Linked DNA regions of Mus musculus: regions 1 and 3 are each linked to region 2. Evidence: chromatin contacts called from public Hi-C and HiChIP or PLAC-seq data. All regions are on one chromosome and are shown on one strand. The core of a region is the stretch at or near the end of the contact, and the rest is flanking DNA. Distances in the headings are between cores, read along the strand shown. Region 1 has its middle 110 kb from the start of Gm41316. Region 2 holds the start of Eif3e (eukaryotic translation initiation factor 3, subunit E). Region 3 overlaps Gm46505 (a long non-coding RNA gene).

Region 1 (3,656 bases), core at 88-2,587, 330 kb after region 2:
TAGTTTCAACCCTAAGAATTCATATAAAAGACAAACAGCTACCTGTAACTCCAACACTTATAAAGTAAAGACAAAAGACTTCAAGAACAACCTGTATAGCTACACTAGCCTAGTCTGTAAACTCTGGGTTCAATTGAGGAACTCTATGCCAATGAATATGGTAAAGAGCAATCAAAAAAGTGCCAGTCTTAGACTTTTACATCAATACACATACACACACACATACACACACATACACACACACACACACACACACACACACACACACACAAACACACTTGCATTTTCATTTCAATTCATGTGCACCTACATATGCACAAACATAGGCTATATACACATGTATAAATGCATACACATACAAAATCAATAAAAAATAAAATAACATAAAGGCAGTAGGAGCAAGAACCCAGAAAGTTTGCTACATGCAACTAAAAGCTGAATGATCGTGCCCAAAACATGGAATATTATTATTATTATTATTATTATTATTATTATTATTATTATTATTATTATATCTCAGGAGACTCTGCTGGGAAGTGACAAATGAAAAGAGCTGCTGGAGAGCAGACTGGTAGTTTAGCACAGAGGCATCATCGTGGATAGCAACATAGGGTTGACACGCTATAGGTTAGACCTTGATGGGCAAGATTTTTTCAAAGGGAAATGTGTGACACAGAGAAAGCTCCTTTGGAATATATTTCATGTACTAAGTAAGGTTTTTTCCTATGGCATATAATCTATAAGCTTTTTAAAATTAACTCCTTCACTAGCACTTCCTCTCAAATTCCATGACTACCATGTTCGAAAATAATCAGTTAACGCACCAGCTTATTGGATTGCCCAATTGTGAAACATGTCCCTTTTAATATTTAGCATGCAACTTAGGGCCTTAGAGCCTCAGACATTCATAACACATGCATAATTCTTGAGAATTAGAAATAAGTTGCATTCAACACCAATTAGCATCACCATCAAAAATATTGTGCATGGCACACATGTCATGCAAGCAGCAAGCACTGACTGTGCAAAGTGCTCTAAAGGGGAACTCTCCCAGCCCAAATGACTTCATGCAGAGAAAATAAACAACAGCCAGCAGGCAGGGTGATTAACATGCACTCTTTTATTTGATTTGGTTTTCCAGTCTTCTGCAGTACCCTTAGCAGAGAATCTTACACTTTAAGTGATTGTTAAAATGAGAAGTGTACATGGCTCTCGCTGCTTTGTCACACTTGGTTTCATAAGCCAGCTATACTCAAGATATCAAGCCGTTTACTGTGGAGATTTGCCTTCTCTGCCTTCCCCTGAAGGAACAGGAGGAAATGTGATAACACAGCCATTTGTACTGAGCGACTTCCTGCTGAAAGGCCTTTTGTGGGTTCTCCCAGCCAGTGTGAAAGGTACTCATTGTTAGCTGCCTGTATTTGAAGATGACCTCCCTGATCGGGTTTTATCTCCAAATGCTGGAAAGCACAGTGGTTTTGGATGTTTGCAGATTTTCACTGTACGGAGAGTTTATTTGTGGGTCCTGGTAACGGGACCAATGACTTTCCTTCCTCGGAATGCTTGTCAAGGTGAGTTGGCTCATGTCTACCTGCACACCAGGGTTCTTTGTTGGAGAGTGTCCTAATCCAGAATTCCATAGTTATCAAGAAATGGATTGTCTCAACACTAGCTCTTATTGTGTGCTGAAGCACTTTGAGGTCCCCGACTTTTGCTCTTGTTTTGCAGAGCAAATTGCAGTTGAAAGAAGAAAAAGGTTAATTTTTAAGTGGATTCTGCATGGCTATTTGTAGCATCTCCCTTGATATATGAATCATTTAGCATATGACCCTAATGTTAGATCAGGGTCTTAAAAGAATTTTTTTTTGTTGTTCTTGGTCACCTTTAAGTCTACATCAATCACTTGGTAGTGGAAAAAAGTCAATGTAATGATCTGTTTTGAAAATAAACATTGCAACTTGACTTTGGCCTCCAGAGCCTATTATCATGTGGTAACATCATGCTATTCCAATGACATTATCTGCTAAGGACATTATGATGGTGGAAAATATTCCACTTTTGTTATCGGAACAATGAAGCTGTGATATTTAATTATGGAGAAGTATGTTTAATTTGTGGAATCTGGAACGTTAACTGTCAGAAGGCTGACAGTGGTATCTAATTTGAACAGAAGATTATTTCGTGGTCAACAGAAATGATTGTTTCACTACTATTCCCTGTTGCCCCAAGTCTGTTAGATTACCCACTGAGTTTTTTCATTAACGGATTAACTAATTTATGTACTCAGTATGCTGAAGTGATAGGTGATAGGAGAGGCACTAGCATATAGTGTATAGCAGTTCTGGTCAGTTTTATTGTTGGAATGAATCACCTTTGTGAATGGTACAGCAAGAAAAGTGAAATATAAGCAAACCAGGGGAAGTCATTCTCGCTGCCTTTTCCCCTCCCCCTCACTGTTCCTCTCTTTCTCCTCTGCTCAGCATCTGAGAATGTCAGTGGTCTACCCAAGGCCATGAACCGAGTTGTTGATAGAACTAGATCCATAGCCTAGAACCACAGCTGAGTCTCTTGACTAGTACTCTATAGCACTGAATTCTTGCTGAAGTTCTGATTCTATCCTGGGATTAATCTGCTGCAGAATTATCTGGAGGGGGAGAGCTTTTATCAACTTTACAGACTTCCTATTCTCAGTCTCAGGATGAGCTGAGAATATGCTTGCTCTTCACTCATTTGAGGCCAAAGGATGGATTCCCAGGGAACCTGCTTAACTTCTCAGTCTTAGCAGCTGGATCACAGTTGCTCAGTGTCTTGGTTTTGGCTGCTAAAAAGATTCTGAATCACTCAGCTGGAGCGTCTTCAGATTCACAAAAGTACCACAGGGATGATGAAACAGAACCTTTGTATAAATACTGGGCAGGGAAGAATGGAGAAGGGTTGTTCTGAGGGTTGCCACCATATTTACATGAGAGCTGTATTCACAAACACAGTATAAGAGAACAAAATTGCCCCTTGTTTTTGGCTGGTGACAGTTGACTGGAGAGAAGCAAATAGCCTCTATGTGAAGTGACCTTGAGCGATTTCAATAGTTGATAGAAGTGTGGTCTTCTGAGTTGCTTGCAATTTTTAACTGAAAAATAAAAAATTCTGTGCATTTATGATGTGTATCCTGATGGTTTGGTGTACCTATGTATGACTGCTAAGCCGAGTGAGTGAATAAATGTATTACTCACGTGCTTAAATGTTTCATGCTGAAGGTATATAAAGTCTTTTAAAATCTGCTTTCTTAGCCATGGTTGCCCAGGCATATACTTCTATTGCTGACTAAGTGCCTTTAGTCAGTACATAGGCCATCTATGTAGAAAGCATAGCTGAGAAATCATTGATGAACTGGCAAACTTTGATTGGAAGTTAACTAAGCAGTTGATGTTAAATAGATATATGTGTTGTTCTATTTTCAGGCAAGCTTTTGTTTTGTTTTGTTTTGTTTTGTAACACTAATATATACACATACATATTCACAGAATTTTTTTTCTGTTTTAGTCCCAATTCAAAGAAGGAGGAGGAGGAGGAGGAGGAGGAGGAGGAGGAGGAGGACGACGACGACAACGACGACGACGATGGCGGCGGCAACAACTACATTGATGACGATGACAACA
Region 2 (3,659 bases), core at 596-3,095:
TCATGACCACTGCCTCTGTCCTAATTACCTAGCTTCCAAGACTCAATTCCCCCTTTCAAAGTACTTTTTTTGCCCACTAATGGTTAACAGAAATTCTTGAATTTTAACAGTATTTAGTCAATACTTGCCTGATATGTATCATTTTTACCTTACAGACACATCAATCTATAAAAAGGTTACATTTTTCAATGGTGAGATGCTGGAGATTTAGCTTGGATTTTTCATAGTTTATGTCTCAATATTTAGGAACGGTCTTCCTCTTGAAGTATTAAAGCCACCGTACTACCCCGGTAATAACATTCTTTTAGATGTTTCCCGAGTCTCAGTTATAGCCTTGCCTATGAATAAACAATCTACACTTACACATTCTTCCCTTAAAAACATAAATGCATTAAAAAACACAAAAATATTAAGTTCAGGCAGATCTAAAATATCTCTGCTACACTAGCAAGGTGAGAGACTTCAATATGTATATATCTATATCTGTATCTGTCTATCTATATATATATATATCATATACTCAGAAAATGAAACAAAAGACAGTCAGAACTTTTTCTCTCTAGTGTGCAGACTACAAAATTCAATGCAAAAAGAATATATCCATCAAGCTCATGACCCACCTGTCAAGACATTCTTCAGCATTTATTGAAAATTAATTTTGCTGTTCCCTGCTGACAATACACTTGTTTAGAAAACTTCCTATGAATATAAATACTATACCTGTCATATAAACCGTAGCTATCTGGAAGCGTATATATGTCATCAAAACAGTTTTACTAGACTTTTTAGAAAACTGCCAGTGAACACAAAATACCTGCCCCTGAATCTGCAGTTCCCTGTTATAATCTGTGTCCAGAAAGCACAACTTACTAACTCTGCTAGACAAAATTCTAGCCTTACACTTTACTTACTGTAATTAGTAAAATGCATCAATTTCTCCATAAAGCCAATATATAGTTAGCCATAATAGTTCTAATCCAATACTTCTTCTCAGTACCCCCAAACAAACTCCTAAATTCAGGACTGAAACGTATTAAGTCCCCAAACTACATACTTAGGACATCTCATTGAACATTTATGACTGAATCATACTTCGTTAAGTCTGAACATCAACACTAAAAACAAAGTTTACATTGCAGCTTGTGGGTTATTCTTGGTCCTCACTCTCATCTGACAAAGTACGCTACATTCCTATGAAATAAATATCTATCGATGACCAGGAAATTCACAGCAAAGTATCCACAACTTCAAGGAAATTAGAATGCCTGAAATGTAAGAGAATCTTGTAATGGGATTCTGAACACAACCCAAATCCAAGGCCATAGACTCAATTTCTAAAAAGAAAACTGAAATTTCCAATAGCATCCGTGGCGAGCCCAAAGCACTCGCTCAGCCAACGCAGCTTCAGGCAAAAACAGACATGGCCGCCCGCAGGATCCTGAGCCTCGGGCCAGGAAGCAAAGACCCCGGCGTCGCCAGAACCCCGCGCTGTCACCTCACCCCTCCGGACGCACAGCCGAGTCCCACCGCCCCGAGCACCCCGACAGCGCTACGATACGCGGGAAGCTGCTGTCCCAGGGCCCAGCCCGTGTCTGTCAGGGCGGCCCAAGCCGGCTTCCGGCTCGCACGTGTGTAGGCCCTGCCGCCGCCTCCCCGCGTCTCCAGGCGCCTCTCTCGTCCCTACGCCGTCCTCCTTCTCAAAGCTTCCTCACCTCTTTCACAGAGAGAAACTCAAGAAGCGGAAAGACCAGGTGCCGATCCAGAAAATGCGCGATGCGAGTAGTCAGGTCGTACTCCGCCATCTTGCCGGGGGAAAGGAGCGCTTGTTCGCTAAAACTTTATTGACAGCTCCGAGAGGCGGACAGGCCCCGCACTGCGCATGTGCAGTAGTGGCCCCGCCCAAGCGTGCTGATGACAACGGCAGCAGTTGCGCGTGGTGGCCTCTCCCTCCCTCCCCACGCCTTCTGGGTGGGGCTCAAACTTTGCACATAATTTCTCTTGTTTGGAAGTTCTGTCGCTTCTTGTACCAATAAAGAAAAGCTAGTTTTAAGGAGGAAAGAACCCAAGAGTTTAGTTTTACACATAAGTAGACGAAGTATAGCCTGCCTGACATCTACGTGGAAAGAGTACATATTTGAAACTACAACTAGGTCTCAAAGATCAGTACTAAAGCAATACACTATTAACTCTGGGTAACTTACTAATGGAACTGAAAACCATGCATAAAATTAAGCTGAAAGAGTGTTTGAAAGAGAGGTGAGGGAGGTTAAATCTAGGTAATTCACCTTACACAAATGGGGGCAAGTATGATCAAGCCTAGAAACTAGATCACTGAAATATATGTGATGGCTATTTATGGTGGTCAACTTGACTACATTTGGAATCTAACAAAATCACAAGCAGTTAGGTACATCTGTGAGAGATTTTTCTTAATTAAGCTATTTAAGATAAGACCTATCTTAAATCCATATCACTAAGATGAGAAGATCCACCTTTAATCTGGACCTTTAGGCAGGCTAAGTATAGAAAAAGAAGATTAAGCCCTTTGCTAGCTTGCCCTTGTTCTCCCTGGCAAGTTCATTCTTTCGCTGACATTAAAACCTAGTTCTCCTGGATTCCAGCTTATACTGAAGATCACCTAGGACATCCAGCCTTAATTGAACAGCTACTATATTCTTAGACTTTTCATTGGGAGACAGACATTTTTGGAATAGACTATAACCTGTAATCCATTCAAATAAATCCAATTTACACACACACACACACACACACAGACACACACACACACACACATCTTAGGGTTTTACTGTTGTAAACAGACACCATGACCAAGGCAGCTCTTATTAAGGACATTGAATTGGGGTTGGCTTACAGGTTCTGAGTTTCAGTCTATTATCATCAAGGCAGGAACATGGCAGCACCCAGGCAGGTTTGGTTCAGGAGGATCTGAAAGTTCTACCTCTTCATCTGAAGACTGCTAGCAGAATACTGGCTTCTTGTCAGCTAAGATGAGGGTCTTAAAGCTCACACTAACACTGACATACCTACTCCAACAGGGCCACAGATTCTAATAGTGCTACTCCCTGGGCTGAGCGTATACAAACCATAACACGCATTCAACCAGTCTCTCTCTAGAAAACCCTAACTAATATAACCTGGATGAAGGAGGGAAGCACCAGAGGATCCAAGAAGCATTTAGTTAAGTAAAACAGCTCTGATAGCTCATGGCAATAAATAAAGCCTACATTTGTATTTAAATTGTTCACAGCCATTTATTTATTTACATTTACTTAAATTATCCACAACAATTTTCTCCTGTTAATATTTGACTCTGGTCATTTCTTCCTGGCACATCCTATCCTATTGATGACCTTTACATGGACTCTTTCAATTAGTTGTGGATGAAAAAATCTACTCATAGTGAACATAAAAGGCAAAAGGAGAAAGATCACAGCAACATATATAAACATGCTTTGAAGATATTTACAAGAAAGATATTCTAGTAGATCTTCTAGTAGATATAGGATGCAGGCAGTGTGAAAAGAATGGGGTTTGTATGCTGGTAGTACTAGGTGTAATACTGATCTAAACAACTAAGGGAAGATTAGAGTATTGTGAGCAGCCGATTGAAATATGAGCAGAACAGAGAGTATCAGTCA
Region 3 (4,091 bases), core at 1,414-3,913, 300 kb before region 2:
ATGTAGTGGCCACTAGGAATTACATGACTTTTTCATTTGTATCATTTTTACATATCACATTTTATTCATTAAGCCAGTATATTTTCTTTGACTATAATATGTGGAACATTGTGATGTCAAAATTCAACAGTATGATGTGTGATGGAGAGCTGTGATGTTAACGGAACATAATGATGCCAAATTTTCTTCAGAGGTGGCACAGTAAAGCATTGTGATGTCACAGTGGCTGCATTGTATTGTCACAATTCAATATGAAGGTGTCAAATGCAGCATTATTATATCATAATTCAGTGTAGTGACAAAATTTACCTGTAACTTCAAGCAGAGCCTATCCCACCTATATTCCAAAAAAATCATGTTGTCTTGTTGGTCTTTGTTTTGTTGGTTAACTTTGCATGAATAAAACCTAAGGAAAATATTCTTGTTTGCTATGATTTTATTTCAGTTTCAATCCCATACGCTGGATCTTCACAATAGAGATTAACTAAAAATTTTAAATCTTGCACAAAGGATTTTGAGTGTTTTTTTTTAAACCATAAGGCAATATCAAGTAGATAAATATGCTCACCCTTATTTAAACCTTAATACACACATGTATGGAAACAGTGCACAATAACCTAGTCATATGGCAATCTATTTTTCTTCAAGCACCTAGGAGATAGAGCACCAGGGTGTTTCATTTGGAAGGATGTAAACACATCTCTAATTTCAAGTAATTATCTCATCTGGAAACAAATTGTCTCTAGCTCTAATTTGTATGGGAATTTAAAGTAAGATGATATGATTAAACTAGTGTCATTAGGTGTACATTGATATTTTATTAAAGTGATTATTCTAGCTAGTAACTGCACTTGGGCATGTCACAGTCACCTCCAAATTTAATCCATTCCATTCTCGTGCACTTATCCCAACCCTCAATCTGTTTCTCCTACATCGCTCTTTATTTTAATCACTGACATTGCTGTCCACACAGGCGCTCAAGCAAGAAACTTTGTAGTCAACAGCAACCTCTCTTAATTAGGAAAGTGTGGTGGATAGATCCCTGCTTCTTATTTACTACCGCAAACATATGCCATTATTGACTTCATGTCCGAGTGATTTTGGTGATTACCCACACGTTCTGAAGTTTAACCTTGGAGGACTCATTTCTTCACCAATAAACTCAGAGACACACATGAAATAGACACAAGGGTCTTTAATATTAATAGCTGACAATCTATTAGATGTCAAGGCTTTACATGTAGTTTCCCTATGGGTTGGTTCCCTGTTCCACATGCTTTCAGGTTTCCTGTTTATTCTGTTCGCACTTACTATTCTCAAGGACAACTTTCTGTTTAAGATCTGTCCTTTAGCTTGCGCTGAGAGTCGCGAAGACTAAAACTGGCATATAGAGACTCTTTACTTTTGCCTCATATACAAATCAACTCGGCTTATTTTACTCTCTCCATTGATATCCTACCCTACATCATTCTTGGCGCCCACTGAGACAACTCAAACAGCATCTTTTCCTGTCTCACTGCCTTGCCTTGTTTCTTCCAATCCACAGAGAAGTCACACTGACCTTATATCCCCTCCTTGCACAAAAGGGGTGCTACGTCCTTTTGCAGCTTCACACCTGACCAGCATCTACCACTGTCATCTCAGTACTCAAGCCTTTTGCCTCACACCAGCTCCAGACACACCAGCTTCTTTTCTGATCTTCTCTGTTTTACCACCTCTGCTCATGCTGCTCACGATCTTCTTGCCTCAGATTCTCTAGTGCTTGGATTTCCTGTAGGCACACCACTCCTAGTTCATTAATTTGTTCTGAAAGTCTAAAAATAGCATTGCTATCCTGTTGGTTTATTTTTACTTAAAATCAAGTCTCCTGCCATGCAGCTTAATCATATATTTTGTCAAAGTATTTGACATCCCAGAAGATGTTCTTACACACACTAAAAATTCTGACTCTTCCATAGGCATATACCCAAAGCCAATCAGTAGAAGCTCCTGGGTCCCTTGTGGATTATTGCAAACTCATTATGTAGAAATTGCAATAACAAAGACATTGACCCTAAAGTGCCCAGGAAAGTGGCATACTTCCATTTGTGTCTTGCAGCCTCTCTGGGCTCTGCCTATAATGCAATCATGTTTACATAAGGATTAGTTCTAGTGACAAGTGTCTGGGTTTTCATTTAGGGCTGAACAGGACTCACTCCACCACAAAGAACCACTGGATCATAGAGAGTGTGTTCTTTTAATTTTCTTCCATAAACAGACAAAAATTGAAATCAGCTGTCAGCAAAGTCCAAATTAAAGAGCTGAGCATCAGAGTCACCACTGAATCGAGATCAGTTTTTAGGCTGGAGTAGTGGGGGTTTAGATTTTTGAATTTCCAATAAAAATATATTGTTAGGTACAAAGTGAAGATTTCATTTTAACTGGGGTTTAAATACACTGTGCATTGTTTGCTTTTCAAAAATTGAATTTAGCTTGAAACTAATATCATTCAAAAAAAAACAGACCTTCCCTTGCTTAAATGTTGTACATGATCTCAAAGCATAATGCAATAAATGTGCAATTCCTCACCATCCCTAATATGATTATAGCGGATACAGCTCCGTCTGCTCAGCTTGCAGGCTGTGACTCTCCTTGATGTGGCTCAGAATAAACTGCTAATGCTTCTAATGATTTCAATGATTACTCTAATTCTGTCCTAGCAGGGTTTTCTTTCTTTCATTGTTTCACAGTGACATTGATGCTGAGAACATGTCCATCCGCTATGACAATACTTTGCAACTGTGATTAGAATGTAAGCAAAATGTTCAGCTTGGAACTTCAGATAATTCAATAAATAGGATACAAATTATTCATGTCTATTAAGGTAAACGTAGACATCTGTGGTTATGTGCAATGCTGGGTAATTAGGTTATCATAGGCATGAATGTAATTAGGGGACAATGTGGCATGGTAGGGAAAGCAATCCTAGTTGTAAGTCAGATCAGGATCTGAATTGTGACATACCTTCCCAAGAGTGCAGTATTAATGTTTTTGAATTTTAATTCTATTTTTAAAATAGGTACATTAATATTTCATATGGTTGTTTTAAATGTGTAATTTGATCGTGTACATTACATGCTTACCATGAAGACATGCCTATTGAAAGTTCTCAACTATACAATTGTTCTAACAATTTCACCAGTTAAACTCAGCAACAGATTGTTCAGTTTGCTATGTGTCCAGCTCTAAGAGCTACAAAAAAACAGTATGAAATAATGTTCATGGCTTGAAAGTCTAGTTGTTAGCTTTAATTTTGGCAACTCTAGTTCCTGAAACAAGCAATTTGTTACAAGTTGGGAAAGGCCTGCATAGAGAGGAAGGAAGATGAGAGCTATAAGGGGCTAGAGAAGAAGAGAACAATGTAGCAGGATATCTGATCATACTGTGAACCTCCAGATTGTACACTGGAAAAATCTCTAGGTGTGGTGTGGCTCAGCCCTAGAACACACCTTTAATCAAAGAGCTTATTGTAAAGAAGATTGAATAAAGTCAACCATACGTCAAGAGGCAGAGCAAATAATCAGTTGACATAGGGATGGGGAAAGGAAGCACAAAATGTGAGAGGAAATCAGGAGAACAGATAATGAGATGCACAGGAAGTAGAAAGGAGGGACATTTGGCTTGGAGGGTTTTAAAGGGAGTATGGAAAAGAACTGTTGTTGTTGTTGTTGGTGGTGGTGGTGGTGGTGGTGGTGGTGGTGGTTTGGTTTGGTTTGGTTTGGTTTGGTTTGGTTTGGTTTGGTTTGGTTTGGTTCGGTTTGGTTTGGTTTGGGTATTTTCCCCTTCTGGGTTGAAGAAGGTTAGCTCGTTTTTTTCTCTGCCTCTCTGGACTAACAGGCTTTCATCAAAGCATCCTGAGTCTTCATTTGGTAAAACCAAATGTTTGGGATTTCGTTTTAAAAACAGCAATAATGATTAAATATAACTAATACTGTATTTTATTAAAAGACATGTGAATGCGTTCCTTCTCATGCTATCTTGTTGTGCAATGAACATCTTTATTTTGTGGTGACATGAGATGAGACCATGCTTGAGTTTCATAACCTCATCAA

The links. Hi-C and Micro-C count contacts between places; a contact is called where the count stands out from the background. HiChIP or PLAC-seq counts read pairs in DNA pulled down with a chosen protein or histone mark.
Region 1: an H3K27ac HiChIP or PLAC-seq map of hepatocytes shows a contact between it and region 2, with 6 times the contacts expected there. The contact joins the enhancer-like site here to the promoter of Eif3e in region 2. A contact is called at or near these places in 1 of 39 promoter capture datasets (cranial neural crest), 1 of 15 datasets of contacts at CTCF or cohesin (the NIH/3T3 cell line), 2 of 484 Hi-C or Micro-C datasets (adipose-derived mesenchymal stem cells and embryonic fibroblasts) and 3 of 115 datasets of contacts at active chromatin or transcription factors (bone marrow-derived dendritic cells, embryonic stem cells and hepatocytes).
Region 3: a contact with region 2 is called in a Hi-C map of the N1E-115 cell line, with 3 times the contacts expected there. The contact joins the enhancer-like site here to the promoter of Eif3e in region 2. A contact is called at or near these places in 2 of 39 promoter capture datasets (cranial neural crest and hippocampal neurons), 1 of 15 datasets of contacts at CTCF or cohesin (the NIH/3T3 cell line), 4 of 484 Hi-C or Micro-C datasets (the N1E-115 cell line, the NIH/3T3 cell line, cortical neurons and 1 more), 1 of 115 datasets of contacts at active chromatin or transcription factors (bone marrow-derived macrophages) and 1 of 9 other capture datasets (adipose tissue).

Annotation. Positions count from the first base shown.
Region 1 is chr15:43,613,139-43,616,794 of GRCm38.p6, forward strand. No RefSeq gene overlaps it. Among named protein-coding and RNA genes, the nearest start is that of Gm41316, 110 kb to the left of the region's middle. Within about 2 kb of position 1,338, at least 23 of the 459 cell types and tissues checked have an H3K27ac peak or open chromatin away from gene starts, as enhancers often do. A contact at or near this core is called in the NIH/3T3 cell line and hepatocytes, where this site is marked.
Region 2 is chr15:43,280,891-43,284,549 of GRCm38.p6, forward strand. Eif3e (eukaryotic translation initiation factor 3, subunit E) reads right to left here and starts at 1,846. Exons shown (of 13, transcript NM_008388.2): 1 at 1,713-1,846. The coding sequence starts at 1,802.
Region 3 is chr15:42,976,883-42,980,973 of GRCm38.p6, forward strand. All of the region lies in intron 1 of Gm46505 (a long non-coding RNA gene), which reads right to left. Among named protein-coding and RNA genes, the nearest start is that of Gm46505, 4.4 kb to the right of the region's middle. Within about 2 kb of position 2,664, at least 3 of the 459 cell types and tissues checked have an H3K27ac peak or open chromatin away from gene starts, as enhancers often do. A contact at or near this core is called in the N1E-115 cell line, where this site is marked.